Linked DNA regions of Mus musculus: regions 1, 3 and 4 are each linked to region 2. The links are chromatin contacts, called in public Hi-C and promoter capture Hi-C maps. All regions are on one chromosome and are shown on one strand. Each heading gives the region's core, a stretch centred on a gene start, on an enhancer-like site or on the middle of the called end of the contact. The rest is flanking DNA. Distances are from core to core; before and after follow the strand shown.

Region 1 (4,267 bases), core at 947-3,446, 7.2 Mb before region 2:
AGTTTTCCAGTCTCTCTAGTATGAATGATCACAATTTGACTAATATAAGTTTATAATCAGGAGGCTTTATTACATTTCATTTGACAAATATTGAGCCCTGTATGTGTTAGAGACTGTGTTGGGCACTGGCCATTGGAAACATGTTGATTTGTCAGAAGTGGAAACACACACTTTTGACCCTAGCACTTGGGAGTGGGAGGCAGAAGCGAGCAGAACTCTGAGGTTGGAGGCCAGCCGAGTCTATAGAACTAGTTCCACAACAGTCAGAGCTACACAGAGAAACCGTGTATCAAAAGATAAAATAAAAATTAACAAAAAATAAAGATATAAAATATAATATGGATTTTATAAAAAGCAATTAAATACCTTCATAAGGGCCAAGAATCTATCCAAAATATTGACAGCCAGAACGAAAGTTTCAGTGCCAGATCCAAAGAAGTTAGTTAAACTTCTTAAATCTTCCACTTTGGCATTTCTCAGTCTTGAACACAAAGTGTTATCATTCTGAAATTAAAAACCAAGAATCAAAGTTTATTTTCTTAGAATGGAATAGAGGTGGTTCAAAACCTACTCTCCCTTTAGTTTTCCCCATTGTACACATGACCTCCTAAAGCTATCACACTACGTTCAGATAAATCACTACTTTTAAAATTTATCCAATACAGAACTTTAGCCAACTCAATATAACGTGAAGTGTTGCCCCACCCAAGGTAGTTACAGCAGAATGTGGGTTCCTTGATGAGGTTTTTCTGACACAATCTAAGATCCTATTAGAAATATTCTCTAGGAATTTCCCACCACCAGAAGAAACGCCTCTACAGTACACTTGGTATAACTTCCACATTCACTAAAAACAAAAGCAGAACCCTTTCACGTTTCACGTTTTTTCTTAGTACGGTGAGGCCAATTTTGGATTTAACTTTTTAGCCTTTGGTACTGATTTGGTACGAGGAAAACCAAAAAGTTACCTTCCCACCTTCCCCCAAGTCCTATCAATTCTCAAATTTACCTCCGGGGTAGCCTCCATCAAGATCAGCCCTTTTTCCCGAGGTTGGTATCTCTGTTCTTGTTCCAGGTAGAAGTTCAACAATCCGAAAAGCTGAACCCCTTCGCCACCTGCCAAGTGCTTGGCCCCCAAATCCTTCATCTGCAGCAAATACACCGCGGCCGGTTAAGAATATAATCCGGATACGTAGGGTGTGAGAGCAGAAGGAGCTGGCCGCGATCCCTCCAGCTAGGGGCGCCCCAGATCACGCAAGCCAGAACCGGGTGAGGGGGGGATCGGTCACGTCCGCCAGCCTCAGGGGAATCCTCCCCTAAAGACATGGAGGCGTGGCATGGGGGGGCAGTATCTCGGTCACCTCCGCTGGCCAGGGCTAGTTCTGATCAGCTCTGTGGCCGACAGCGTTTGACGTACAGGAAAAGTGTCCAAGAAGCGTAATGTCCCCTACTGTCCGCATCACCTGGACAGCACAGCAGGGACTTCTAACTAGACTCTAGGCCCTAGAGGAAAGCGGGGGACCGGAAGACTGAAGCCACCGAAGCGGGTTCTGGGGCGGGGCGTTGCACAATAGGAGAGAAGGGAGGGGGAGTCTCGAGACTGAACAAAGAACTGGAAGGAGGCGGCTTCGGAGCCCCGCCCCGGGAGCCCGTCGCGGAGCCCACCTCCAAGCTACCCCCGCAGCTTCTGCAGCTTTGACGAGCCCCGCAACTCGAGACAGGGCGGCCCAGTAGCTTGGGGGATGCTGGGGAGACAGTGGGGAGTCCAGTACGCCCGCAGCGAGCAGTAGCCTAATACTTGGGCTCAGTAACGGTGCGAAGCCCCGGGGCTGTCAACCCACCGTATAGCCTCAGAACACCCTGGAGCCCCTGTCAGTCCCTCAGCTGCGGCTGGGGGACTCCACCATCAAAGCAAACCGCGATCCAGACCCGGAGCCACCAAACCCAGAGCCACCCGGGAGGCCCACTCACCGTGTCGGCCCCGGCGTCACGGACCGGCGCGGCGGGGGCGTCCGGACCCGTCTCCGAGCTCAGGGACCAGCCTCCTCAGCGGCACCCCGAGACCCGCATCCGACCTCCCCGCCGCCGCCCGGCCTCACAGCCCCGGCTGCATCTTGCTCCTCAGCGGGGCTCAGCGCCCGCCCTGCACCGCCACCTCCTCCCGGCTCCGCCGCAGCCTCCGGAGCTGAGCAAACCCCTTGTTTTTGTTTTGAGTCTGCGACGCCCCCAAGGGGCGGGGCGCGTGACTGCGCGCGGAGGGATCCTCGCTCGCTCGCCCAGTGGATCTGAGAAAAAGAGTCCCTGCTCCGAGCCTCAGTTCCCAGCCTCTCTTGGCCCCTTCTGTTCCTCTTGGCCTTGCGGAGCCAGGATCTATGGTAGGGAGTGGAATCTGGATTCCAGCCTCATTTCAGAATGGAACCGGAAGGGAGCAAAGATGAGCGAGCCGATCGGAGAGCGGAAGGAGACAGTTTCTGGACGCCTCACACCTTTTAAAGGTCCCCCGATTTGTTTTGTTTTCGCTGTTTTGAAAAGTCCGCCCAAAGTAGCGGGCTCCCTGATTGGACAAGGGTGGGGCAAGCCGACTGCTGAGGACTTGATTTAATCTCGAATCTGGATTGGCTGGCCGACTGGCTGTTGCGTCCTCTGATTGGCTCTCAATATATCCCGACTCTCTTATCTTCTTCCGGGGCCTTAGCAACTCTGGGGTCTGGATTGCGCATGCTTGGGTGGGTGGCATTTGTGGTGCTCGGTTACGTGCCGGGGTCCACAGCTGCCTAGGAACTCTAGCTCAGTCTAGGCGAGGCCCGAGGCTGTCGCCTCTGGTCACACCCCGAAAATCCGAGGTCACATAACTCTGTAACAGCGTTTCCAGGAGTGCAGAAGGGCGTCCTGAACTTCTTAGTTGTACCACCGGTGTATTTTGCAATAAACAGTCAAGCTCTTAACATTCCAAGATGCTTACCGAGATAATTTTTTTTTAATCGATCTGACTCAGGAAAGAAAAAAAGCTAAATTCAACTAGTTGGTTACACAGCTGACTTGTTGAAGTTGGGCGGTGGGTAGTAGAGACTGCATTACAGAATTGTGAGTGCATTTGTGTGCCTTGAAATTTTTTTTCCATAATAAAAAGTTCAAAGGAGGGACCTTTCAATAAAAACTGCAGATTGATGAGGGTATATAGATATCTAATAAGTGTGCTTCTAGAGGTTATGGTTGTACTGTTTGCTTTTGGTTTTAATGAAGGCTCCCACAGCCTCTTGGTTCTTGATCGCCCATAAATTATCATTTATTGTCTATTATAATTAACGTTGTTATTAAGCTGACACCTCTCCTAAGGCAGAGCAAAAACCAAACCAACTAGATGCCTTAGGCAGGGCTAACTTTCACACGGAGTGGAGTATCTGTCGGGAGGCAGGAAAATTCCCTAGATTGTTTTGGTTTTGTTTGTTTGTTTTACTTTCTATTCCCTCAGATCTCTGCCTCCTAACAAACATGCAAATCGGTAACTTAGAGCCTTCATGAATTCTAAACAGCTAGCCTCTCCGAAATGAATTTTTTACTCTTGGGTGTGTTTTCTGTGAGTCACTTTGGAGCTTATAAACTACTAGAGGGCACCTAGTACCGCTTTAACAGCTGAAGAGTTACTCAAATAGATGGCTTTGTGTATTAGCTGGAAAGAGACTCAGACATCTGTTTGGAGCACAGAGCAGCAGAGGAAGAGAACACCAAAGGGCTAGCTAGCATTCCAGTTTCAGAGGGGTGTGGCCTTCTTGGTTTTAGAACATAAAATATTAGCATACCACTTAAATGATTTACAGGTTATATAATTTTATTCGAGGTGTGGTTGATCTTTTAAGCATTATTTAAATTATTACGTTAGTGACGTACATCTGGATGAAAGTCCATGCTTGTAAACTCGCACAGCAATTGGCGACTCGATGAGAGAATGGAGCTATGATTAAAGTTCAGACATATCTTGCAACAGGGGAAAAGCCCAGCTAACAGGGTCAGTGGTGAGAAAGAAACAACTGATGAGAGAAGTTTAGGAGCCGAACAAGAAGACTGGGGAGAGCTTTGTGTTCCAATGGCCAAAGGTAGAAAAGGAGCCAGGGCTATAAAATAAGTGATGTGAAAGAGGAAGTGTAAAAGAATGTGGCAGGAGATTTTATAAATAACATACTGTATGAGACAGAAAGGAAGAGAGCCAGCCAAGTGTGACGGCTGCAAACCCTGCACTTGGAAGGCTAAGGCAGGGGCATTGCGGTGA
Region 2 (3,838 bases), core at 1,339-3,838:
TTAATAATTCCTTCATTGGCTATAGAATTATTGAAATTTTATTGTAACACCAGAAGTGTCCCATAATGAGATTACATTTTGCTCTTCTCAACGTATTTTTCAATATAATAAAATTTCCCCTAATCCAGCTACAATTTCTGCCCCATAAGGTTGCTGGCATTTTTTTCTTTGTGTTTTCTCTCTTTAACACGCTTTTATTTTTATGTACTACCTGTGAGATAAAGTTTGGCATTTTATCATTTATGGTTTCCTAGGGTCATTTTTTTTTTAAATTTATTGGATATTTTCTTTATTTACATTTCAAATGTTATAACCCCTTTCCTCGTTTCCCCTCCGAAAACCCTCTAGGGTCATTTTGAATGAACAAGTATCTGCAGATGATCCAAATTTAGGACATAGTGTGCCATTTTGCCTGTAACACTATCAGGGAAATCTGGAAGTCATTTATGCGCAAGGCAAGGGTAACCACACACGCAGTTATTGTTGCCTTCACAGAATCAGAGATTATGCTCTGTGTGTGGCCGTTGCTATAAGCTAGGCAGGTAAAGTGCTCCACCAGGCTGGTTTTCATGATGTGCAGGGGTGGGGTTGAGGGGTGGAGTGAGAGTTTCAGGTCCCAGCACACTTTCCCCTTTATGCCTTTCTGGGCTGTGAACTTGATGAGGGTCTTAGAAATCAGATGCGTTCGGCCTGGTGGGCTCTGCTCTCCTCTCCTCATTCCCTGTGGGATGTTAGCATTTTGACGACAAAAAGCCCCACTGGCTGTCCTGTTTGATCATCCTCAGTATTTCTTCTGATGATACCTTTCTGGAAGTTCCACTTGGACTTTCTCGAGCTTCATCCTCTGTGGGGAGCGGGGCAGAATATTTTCAACTATTCCAGGTTGGGCAGCATCAGCACAATTCGAAGGAAGGTGGAAGGCGATCAACTTGCAAGTCATCCTGGATGCCATCACCTACCTGAGAGGTCACACCCTGTGTATTAGGGCTGGTCTCTCTGTGTCTTGAGCAGCTGAGAGACTCAAACCCTCATTGCCAACTTTGTTTATTCTCCTGGACAGCAACAGCTTCCTGATGCTTGTTGGTTCCAAAGGCACCAAAGCAAAAACCCCCATGTTTACTCTGAACGTTTTGATGTGATTCTCTAGAGTCGATTCACTCTCAACTGCTTTTTCAGCAAACAGCGTCTGCATGTTGAGCAACTCAAGCATCTTGCCCTTTCATTTTGGTCACAGGTCTTGTTCAAAATTCCCACAAAGTGTCGTGTTGCAACCGAGGACAACCGTCTCAAAATGATTTTCAACGCAGGAGAAAGTCTCCGTTTCAGCCGCCAGGGTCGGCTGACTCCTCTTGGAGATTTATCGAGTCGTAGCTGTTGTACAGTTTGCCTGGACTCTGTAGCTTCCCATTGGAGAATATGATAAATAAGTAAGTTTGCAGCACCTCTGCTGCCCTCTGGCGGATCTGACTGGCGAGCCGGGCAAGCGTCGCTGCAATCATGAGCACATTCAGCTCATATGGAGCCCCATCATTCTAAAATAATCTACACTAAAAAGAGATTTATTCACTTTATAGGTATGATTGTTTTGTCTGCTTGCCTGCGAGGACATCACGTGCGTGCTTTTTGCTAGCTGAGGCCGGAATAGGTGTCAGATCCCCTGGAACTGGAGCTACAAACGGTTGAGTTGCTTTGTGGGTGCTGGGAATCGAACTTTGCTCCTTTAAAAGTGCAGCAAGCGCTCTTGACCACTGAGCCATCGCTCCATCCCTGCAGACTCTCTCTCTTTTCTTTCCTTCCTTCTGTATGTATGTATGTATGTATGTATGTATGTATTTATGGCATTCTGTCTCCTAAGGAAATAGAGCAGCTACAGGCTGCGACCTAGAGTCACGTGGACAGGACAAAATACACATCGGTGTATTTTCCTTGTTTTCCAATTGGGGTCATTACCTTAATTTTCGCATAAGACAGAAGCAGTCACTTTCTCTTAAAAACATTATGTTCGTTCTACTGATATGCATATATAATTTATGCCTTTGCTTCATAAATAATTTTTAAATACTTGAAAAAAGAATAGCATTACTATTTTCAGAGATACTGTATAGATGGGCGGGTTGCAGCTGACGAATCTGCGTAGTGTACTCTGCTCAAAACGCCAGCAATTTCTACCTGTAATCCTTTTTAAGTATTACCTATTAATCCGTAGTAGAACTGCTGGGATGTATTATACATTTATCTCAAGGAGCACAGGTGGTGCTCAACACCTGCTTTCTAAATACGAGCAGTCATAGACGCAACAAACTGTCTGAAGAAAGTAGAACAGGAGAGTCCACACAAAGCCCGGACAAGTCGACCGGCGAGGGGAGTGGCGAAGGGTGAGAGGCGTGGCGACCGGCGAGGGGAGTGGCGAAGGGTGAGAGGCGTGGCGACTGGTGAAAGGCGTGGCGACGGGTGAGAGGCGGGGCGATGAGTGGGAGGTTGAGACGCGGGCGGAAGAGCAAGGCGCGCTGGGCAGGAGGGCGGGGCGAACTGAGAAAGGCGGGTTGATAGGTGAGTAACAGGCGAATGGGCGGGAACAAGAGCCGGAGTCTTTAAAAAACGCCAATTAACGGCCGGCTAAGCTAGGCTTGTGCGCAGGCGTGGCTCGTTTGACTTTTATTCATTTATTTTTCTTGGTGGCTGCTGTTTATTTACGGCTGAGTGTTAAGTGCGGGTCGCGCAGCTCTGGGGACGCCTCCGTCCGCAATCTTACTCTAACCCTCCTGGAACCCTGGCCGGCTTGGGTTTCCCTCTCAGGCCTCCGTTTGACCTAGTGGGCCGGAACCATGGCCTCGTTCCATCTGGTAAGTGCGGGTCTGGATCGGGCCTGCGCGATGCGTCGCTCGCCCTGTGCTGGACCGGGTGCATATCCGGCTTGTCGGGGTGGGGTGGGGTGAGGCTTGTGAGGGGTGCGGAGGCTTGTGAGGGGTGCGGAGGGATCGGGTAGCGGGTGCCTAGTCCCGCCTGTCTGGGTGGGGTGGGGCTTGTCTGGGGTGGCTTAAAAGCTGCACAGGTAACAAATCAGGTGTGCTGGTGTACTGGTAGTGGAAGTAACTGGACTGTTACTGGTTCACGTCGTAAGCTCATCCATCCGTGCCTGCTCCCCCCCCCCCCCCCCGGAAGAGATTCCTTCATTTCTACATTTCAGCCTTTTCCCGTTTTTCAGTCTTCCAAATACTCATGACTATTGTACAAGCCAGTCTTGATGGTCTGGAAAACCTCGAGTATTAATTTCGAAATACTATTTTATGTGAAGAGTCTAATATTTATGGGACACCTGTTAATGATAAAGCTTTATACAAGGCAATCATATTTTAAAAGGTGCCAGCTTTGAATGTTTGATGTGGGCCACGACTTGCCACTTTATGTCTCTTGACACACTTGATATTCATTCCAAGTTTTGTATGATTACTATGCCCTATTTCCTCCCTAACTCAGCAGTTCAATTTATCTTTGAAAGAAAACCTTCGTTGATGGTTTCTATCATGTAGTTGTGTGTGTGTTTATGCATGCTTAACATGTATGAAAAGACAGTTTAGTCGAGCATCGAACTTTTTATACAGAAGAATAACAAGAACCAAGGCGAGATACATCCACCGAGTTACAGTGACACAAAACATAAGGAATGTATACATCAAAAGAAGGCAGGGACCAGGCCACTGCCACTAAGAAGGGAGCCTGGTGTAATGCTAGTCTATTTATTGTTAAGCCCACCACTAGGGGTTCTTAGTAAATGCCTGATTATGTTGTTTCTTTTGGACCTAGTGAAGAAACCTGTCTCGGGGATTCCCTAACTCTT
Region 3 (3,757 bases), core at 925-3,424, 6.4 Mb before region 2:
CATATAAAAAGCTGGGTGCACCCATGCATGTCTAACAATTGTGCTGGCTGGTACCATCTGGAAGATCCCTGGGACCTAGTGATGGCAAAGCCACAAGCTCTGGGTTCAATGGGAGATGCTGTATCAAAGGACTAAGGTGAAGAGGAATAGAATACCAGATGTCCTCCTGTGGCCTCCACATACATGCACGAGCATGCACACCTGCACACAGGTACACACATGCATACACCACATTCACACACACAATCGTTTGAGATACTTCCACTGTGTATCCTAGGCTGGCCTCCAACTTAATCCTGCTCATGCCTCCTGGGTACCGAGATTACAGACATGCACAAACATGCATGCTTGTCTCTAACAACTAAATTCTGATCATAAGATGCTTTGGTCTAAAGCTTCTTCAAAGGTTTTCTTACTGCTATCAAGAATGTATGAAATCCTGACCATAATCTATAGGGAAACAGATTTTTGTTTTGTTTTGTTTTGAGACATTGTTTCTCTGTATAGCCCTGGCTGTCCTGGAACTCACTTTGTAGACCAGGCTGGCCTGGAACTCAGAAATCCGCCTGCCTCTGCCTCCCGAGTGCTGGGATTAAAAGCGTGTGCCACCACGCCCGGCAGGGAAACAGAATGTAATGGTAATTTTTTTAAAAGGTGGGGCCAGAGAGACTGCTCAGTCAGTACAGTGCTTGCTGTTAATGTTTGAGGATATGAGTTTAATCTTCATCACCCATATTTAAAATTAAACAAACGCTGAGCACAGTGGCATTCATGTATAACCATAACACTGGGCAGGCAGAATCAGGAGTCCCCTGGGGCTTGCTGGCTGGACAGTCTTGCCAAATAAGCGATGAGATCTAGATTTATTGAGAGACCTTGTATTAGAAATTAAGAGTAAATTAGGAAGACACCCATGTCAATCTCTGGCCTTCAGGCACGTGTGCACATATGTGTGTATACACTCTTCCCACACATGCATGTGCTCTCTCTCTCTCTCTCACACACACACAAAATGGGGCAAAGAGGTTCCTGAGAAAACTAAAATTAGATCTACCACATGACCCAGCTATGTCTATAAGGACTCCAAGTTAGTCTATCACATAGATGTATATCAATCTCTACTGAAGCATTAGTCACAATTGTTAACAAACCTAGTTGCCTAACAACAGAGGGATGGATCAGAAACAGAGGATGGTATATACTCAAAAGAGTTTTCAGCCCTAAGAAGGAAGTTATGTTGTCATTTGCACAAAACTGAATATCACTGGAGATAAACATTATTAAGTGAATTAAGCCAGTCACAGAAGGAAAAAAATTCATTTATGATTCCTAGGTTTAATTAAACACATAAATCATATGACATGGAAAATGAAGTAAAATTACTAGGGAACTAATGGGAGAGACAGGGAGAAGACAGAAAATTTAGGAGTAGGAATATATATTCAAAATACAACATAAACTTGTATCAAGATGTCCTAATGTAACACAGTGCCATGTACAATAAATATTTTTAAAAGGAGAAAAGAATCGGGGCTAAGTAGAGAAAAACCAGCGAAGTGACTTTGGGGATGCTGCTTTGCAACTCTAATCCTCAGTCCTCCTGTCTCGTCTGTGCCAATTAGTCAACGACAGAAATCTTCTCTGTGTAGTTGAGGATTAAATGTTCCCCAGAAGTGCGATGCAGGGCACAGATTTTACCAGTTAGTGGGCCCATTTGCTTCATCGAGGTCAGCCCTTCTTCTTGGTCAATGACAATAGTAGTAAACTGTCTGAAACGCAGCTGGGGGTTTAAAAAAATATGCAAAAACAATTACTAGCGTGCATTCCACATAGCTAACACACGTGTTACCACCATCGCCATCATCTTTCCATCACTCTCGAATGCCTCTTTCTCAACTGCTTTATCTACTCAAACCTCCTTTCCTCCGGGAAGGACCGCTCCTCAGAGGTAAGGGCAGTACTTTCACGCGGTCCCTGCACACTGTCACTTCTCTAAAGTGGCTTCAGAGAGCCACCATACAACACCCCATGTCCAACTTCTCATCACTTCCCCTTTGTGGTGACGCCCCACACCACGTGAAAGCCACAAACACACCCCCGGAAGTGATCGGTGGTAGGCGTTCCCGTTCGATCATCCCACCCACTCCATCCTTGCTTGGTTCCTGCCTGCTCCGCTTAGACCGGGAAGGAGGCGGAACTAATGGTACGGACCGCCTGACGGTTCCCAGCCGGACAGAAGAGCGGAGGGCACTGGGCGTCGCGCCGCGCGAGCCCGGGGCCATCTAAGTGCTGCTCCCGCGACATGGCTTTCAATTTTGGGGCTCCTTCGGGCACTTCGGGCACCTCTACAGCCACCGCGGCACCGGCGGGTGAGTCAGCCCTGGGCCTACCTTCTTCCTCCAAGGAACCAAAGCCTCGGGCCCGCCCCCTCGATCCGATCGGTCCGGCTGGGGGGTCCCGGGGTTGCCCTGGCACTCGGGACACCTTGGAGTCATTTGGAGAGGGCGGTGGCGGTGGTGGCGGCGGCGGTGGCGGTGGGAGGGCCGCGGGCTGCTCAGGCTCAGCCTGGGGCTCGCACAGCACGCTCAACCCGCGTGGCTCGGCCGCCGCGGTGCTTCCCGCCATTGGGGTGTCCGCCCAGGAGAGGCCGGAGGCTACGCCCCTCTCATTTCCCGGGACCCCGCGTCCCCTCGTCCGTCTCAGCCTCAAGGTCCAGACGGGTAAAGTTGGAGCCAGGCTGCCCGCAGCTCCCTCTGTCCCCTCCCCAGCCCGGGGGGGGGGGATGCTCGGCCCCCGCCCGTGCTGCCCTTCGCTCCTTCTGTCTGTCCGCACCTTGGCTTTCTTCCCCTGATCCGGTGCAGGTCAGGTTTGTTCACGCTGTGAAACCTCTTGCTGATTCTTGTAATTCTTACCTTTCTTTCTTCTCCTTTTCTCTTTCCCTCCTCTCACCTTTTCAAATTTTTGTTTCTCTTGCCTCCACGACTATCAGGATTTGGTGGGCTTGAGACTGCCAACTCCACCGCCGGTGGGTTTAATTTTGGGGGTTTCGGATTAACCGCTAACCCTGCAGTGAACTTTAATATTGGGAATTTCGGTGTTTCTACTACCTCGGCGACTCCGTTCAATTTTGGTAACAGTCTGGCGAGTGCAGGTAGATACTGGGGTCATGTGTGTAACGAGTATGGGGGCTGGAGTCCAAGAATGTTCCGATGTCCCTAGAGTTTGGGGGAAGAAATGGCACTTGTCTAATAAAGAAAGGGGTTTATTTCCTAAGATCAAATCAAATATATTTAAAGTTTTGGCTGCTTTAAAAGATGTGGGTTTTGGAAAGCCTTAAAGAATTAGAATGCACCTTGGTTGGATTTTCATTTAATGATACAGAGCACAGCTTCCAAATGATAAGTTGGGAACCGAATATTTTTTAAAACATTAGCTTTAGCAGAAGGTAAGCGTTTCCCTGGGATTCTTGGACTCCTGCAGTCATTTTTCATTTTTTAATACATATTTCATTGGGATTTCATCTTATTGTCCTTGTGTTTCCAAGAGAAACAAGTCTTATACGAACAGCAGCGACCTGTCTTGTTTTTCAAACTGTAACGATGTTTTTCTAGCATTAACTCAATATATTAGGATGTATTTCTATATATAATTGTAGAAAGAATCCCGGATTCTTTGCTGGGTTTTTGGGAAATTTTCCATGAGTAGTTTTAATTTACCAATTAACACTGAGTTCTAAAAAGTAGGCTCGGCATCTTTT
Region 4 (3,845 bases), core at 302-2,801, 7.0 Mb before region 2:
GTCTTTCAAAGAACCTCAAACTGCAGCAAAACCATCAAATTGAGGTAATGTTGCAGTGACCCCATGAACTTCCTGCTGGGCTAAGACTCCTCAGGGGGTGCAGAAGGGTGTGTGTGTGTGTGTGTAGAGATGTAAGTGGGGAGAGCCAAGAGACTCAGCATCTGGGGTTTGGCAGCTTTCAACATCTAAGACTTTTCTCTGTATCTGCAAAATGTCAGGCCACCACCTGAAGCTAGCTGCAAAGTTCGAAAGGGAAAATTTAAAAAAAAAAGATGGGGTACTAGCCAGGGAAGGACTCCCCCGGAGTCGCCCCCAGGGCAGACCAGGCAAAAGTGGGCAATGAACGTTGACAAAGAAAACCCGAGAGAAGAGGACTCCGCCTTTCCCACTGGGCTTGGCTCCTTTCAATAAAAAGGAAAGGCGGCCACTGCCGCCACCGCCCCTTCCCTCCTTTTCACCCTAGGCTAGAGAGCAGACCCTAAACTACATCCTCAAAGTCCTACTCGCTCTAGCTGGCTGCCGGAGTTGGAAACCCAGAGCCTACACTCCCAGAGGCACAGCCCGTGGCGCGTACCCCAGCCCAGAGCATCCCCTCTCTGACTTCGGGTGCTGGGACACTTCTCCAGGCACGCACCCTCCCTTCCTCTTCCCGGAGCCCCGTATTCACTACTGCCGCCCCCGGCCTGCCAGCCGCAGAGTATTTCAGGACTTCCACCCACCCCGAAAGGGAGCCCTTTGAAAACTTTGTGTGTGTGTGTGTGTGTGTGTGCCTAGGGCTTTGTCCACATCCTGGGCAGGGCCCGGGTCACCCGGGTGGGCGCCTGAGGGTGTCCGGAATTTCACAATGCACCCGGGGGGGGGGGGAGTAAACCACCACGGAAATCCCACCCCTTTGACCCGCTTCTACGGCCGTGTGACACAGCGCTTCAGCACCCAATTCTCATGCCCGGATCGCCCCCAGGGCGCGAGAGAACCGCGAGGAAACCCTCCTCAGTCAGCGCCTTCCTCCTCTGTCACCAGCTAAGCCTTGTGCGCCGTGAGAGAGAGGTAGCTGGGGAAAGCAGCAGCTCAAGCAATCTCTTCTAAGGGCGCCTCACAGAAGGGTCCTTTTCTTCCCACATCCCCGAAACAGGGGCGCGCCAAAGCGATCTAATGTTGCATCAGGTAGGCTCTGAGCCTGCGGGCTCCCCAAGCTCCCCTCCGCCCCAGACGCGCGCCCAAATTCATGCACACACCCACAGCCCCCAACAGCCACCACCCAGAGCCCCCCTCCTGATCCCCGCAAGTCTCCACCCGCACGCGCCCCGAAGCGGAGACCACCCGGCGCCCCGGGATCAGCACGCTAGAGAAGTGAGGCCCCAGTACTCACACTCGGTCTCCCCACCGCCACGGCCATCGCGACTGTGGCTCTGGCTGCTCTTTACCGACACTGGCTGCTGCTGGTGCTCCGGCTCCCGCTGGCCTCCCCCGCGCCTCCCTCGCGGCTGCGCCCTGCTCGCGCCCGGCTCCCGCGCGCCTCCAGCCGCATCTGCTCGCCCGCGCCGCCCCGCCCGCTTTATTCCAGCAACATGGCCTCCCGCCTGGACTCGACCATTAGCTGCCCCGGGACGGGGGTGCAGAGAGATCCCCAGCCCCAGCCGAGCAGACGAACGCAGCAGGTGAACCGTGATCCTGGTCAGCTGATAAGATGATACGCTTTGAAGTCAGCCACCTTCCTTCCTGTGGCTTTCTTCCGTCCCATTAAAGCGTCCTGTGCCGGGACACTGCCCGACACTCCCCCTGTTGCAACACGTGCTGGGGTCCGCGTAAAAGCCTAGGCGCGGAGGTCCCAACCCCGAGCTGCCACGCGCTGCGCGGAGCCGGCACCTGGGGCTGCTATGGGGTGGGGCAGGGAGGCTAGGGGACCGCAGGGTGCAGAGGTTGTACCTCTGGAAAATTGACCTGGTGACACGCCCCACCCGGAGGAGCCCTCTTAGAAGGTGCGGTGGGTAACTTACTAGGGCCGAGCGCGCCCCACGAGGAAAGAATTGCCGGTCTGCTGGGCCTTCCATCAGAAAGGAGACTAAACCAGCTGCTGGAAGCCGTCGCTGTGGTGTGCGGCCGGGCTGGGGACCGCTTTTCCAGAAAAAGAGGACCTAGTCGTGAACGACCCAACCACCGCTGCTGGGGACAGGGAAATTAATTAATTAATTAAAAAAACTTGAGTGCTCGCTGGAAAAATTAAGCCGTTTGTGAGCTTGCTCCAGAGCTTTTCCCACCGTGTCACACTGGAGAGGTTACTGGTGCGAAGAGGTCAGTGGACGTGATATTGGATCCCGGAGACAGACCGGATGACCCAGGGCCCGGAGGCGTGCAAGCTCAATCCTGGCTGCGGGGTGTGGTGCACAGCGAAGGCGAGAAGCGGGTGACAAGTGGGTGCGACTCACAGCACAGGGAACTGGGAGGGCTCCTCCACCACTAAGAAGGACTTCCCCCCACCCCCACCCCCAGCAGATGTTGGAATAATTACAGTGTCTGAGTGGCAGGCGAAATGGCGGGGTCCTTGTACATACATCTGACATAGGCTTAACAGGGAGAAGTGTAATGCGCTGTGGGTGTCCACGCATGGTAGACCCACGATCACGTGAGGATAGCTACTCACGTGAGTTGAGGAAAGTAGGTGACTTGAAGCGCAGGGGAAGAGGCAAGGGAAGGGCTGTATTTAGCCCACATGAACGCGCCCACGGGGCAGGGGCGTGGGGGGAGAACTAGGGCGGGCATCTGAGAGTCATACCTGAGACTTCAAACATCCAAGTTTCTGGGAACCCACTTTTGGCTACGGGATTCAGATGCTCTCTGTCCAGTCTTTGGCTGAGGGTAAGTGACTAGCACTGGTTCACCAGTAGCTGATCTGATGCTGGGCTGCTCTGGTAGGTGAGTGAGGAGCTAGAAGCTGCCTAGAGTGAATTCCACCCTTGGCGGTGGAACCTAGGGAAGAGTGTGTTGAAAGAGGAAGGCTCTGATGTAAAGCCAGATTCTGGCTCACTCAGACCTGAACAGCACTAACTTGTTCTGATTACTCCCTGTTCTATAGAGAAGATGTCTTTTGAGAATAGGGACCTCATTTACACCGTTACACAGTGTCGAGTTTGTAAGATGTCACTCGAGTGCTCCGCAAGAGCTCTCAAAAACAAGAATTACCTTTCCTCTGTGACTCTAATGCAGTGCTTTCTTGTTCTTCGGTTGGGGGTGGGGGGTGGGGGTGCGAATAATTTCTTATTCAAACTTAAACCTTTTAAGATTAAAAGGAGAGGCCCGGTGCTATATATAACCTCAGATGACAACAGGCAGGAACTGTGACTTACTTTCACCCCAGCCATTGTTGCAGATGAACCAGGCCGTTAAGAGGTTGTCATAGTAATATTCATCTCTCAATAGACTATGAACTCAAGAGTTCTTGCCTTTTGGCTTCTAGCACACACCGTACATGTTGAACAGGACTGTCCTCCAAGCCAAACAACTGTCATCTTGGTGCAAATGAACATCCCAGCTGTGGCTACTGACTGTTTATCTCACTCAGAGAGGGGAGTGAGGCTCAGGAGCCCCACACTGGGTATCCAGTCACTTACTACCACGCTTTCTATGTGCATCTGCCTTCCTTGCATGTGGCCTCCAGGAAAGGCTAGAGTGTATATAGGCTGAGAAGCTAGGAGAGTGGGGATCCATCTGTGTGACTAGTGGAAAGCCTTCATCCCTGCTGGGTCATGTTAGTTTTCAGTGTGGCCTCTAAGAAAAGAGCACTTACCCTTCACTAAGTAACCCCTCACCTGTGATCCAAGGAAGTCCAATGAACTCACTGCTTTCCA

Evidence for each region. Promoter capture Hi-C pulls out the DNA fragments that hold promoters and counts their contacts. Hi-C and Micro-C count contacts between places; a contact is called where the count stands out from the background.
Region 1: a promoter capture Hi-C map of pre-B cells shows a contact between it and region 2. The contact joins the promoter of Ccng2 here to the promoter of Cenpc1 in region 2. A contact is called at or near these places in 2 of 39 promoter capture datasets (cranial neural crest and pre-B cells) and 2 of 484 Hi-C or Micro-C datasets (B cells and CD4 T cells).
Region 3: a contact with region 2 is called in a Hi-C map of B cells, with 5 read pairs. The contact joins the promoter of Nup54 here to the promoter of Cenpc1 in region 2. A contact is called at or near these places in 1 of 39 promoter capture datasets (the HPC-7 cell line) and 1 of 484 Hi-C or Micro-C datasets (B cells).
Region 4: a Hi-C map of B cells shows a contact between it and region 2, with 5 read pairs. The contact joins the promoter of Septin11 here to the promoter of Cenpc1 in region 2. A contact is called at or near these places in 1 of 39 promoter capture datasets (cranial neural crest) and 1 of 484 Hi-C or Micro-C datasets (B cells).

Annotation. Positions count from the first base shown.
Region 1 is chr5:93,265,502-93,269,768 of GRCm38.p6, reverse strand. Ccng2 (cyclin G2) reads right to left here and starts at 2,196. Exons shown (of 8, transcript NM_007635.4): 1 at 1,972-2,196; 2 at 1,010-1,147; 3 at 367-504. The coding sequence starts at 1,147.
Region 2 is chr5:86,064,333-86,068,170 of GRCm38.p6, reverse strand. It overlaps Cenpc1 (centromere protein C1), which reads left to right and starts at 2,588. Exons shown (of 19, transcript NM_007683.4): 1 at 2,588-2,843. The coding sequence starts at 2,826.
Region 3 is chr5:92,433,616-92,437,372 of GRCm38.p6, reverse strand. It overlaps Nup54 (nucleoporin 54), which reads left to right and starts at 2,174. Exons shown (of 13, transcript NM_001359995.1): 1 at 2,174-2,369; 2 at 2,990-3,151. The coding sequence starts at 2,303. Gm42114 (a long non-coding RNA gene) reads right to left here and starts at 2,762. Exons shown (of 2, transcript XR_880431.3): 1 at 2,391-2,762; 2 at 1,304-1,780.
Region 4 is chr5:93,091,122-93,094,966 of GRCm38.p6, reverse strand. Septin11 (septin 11) reads right to left here and starts at 1,551. Exons shown (of 10, transcript NM_001009818.2): 1 at 1,370-1,551. The coding sequence starts at 1,396.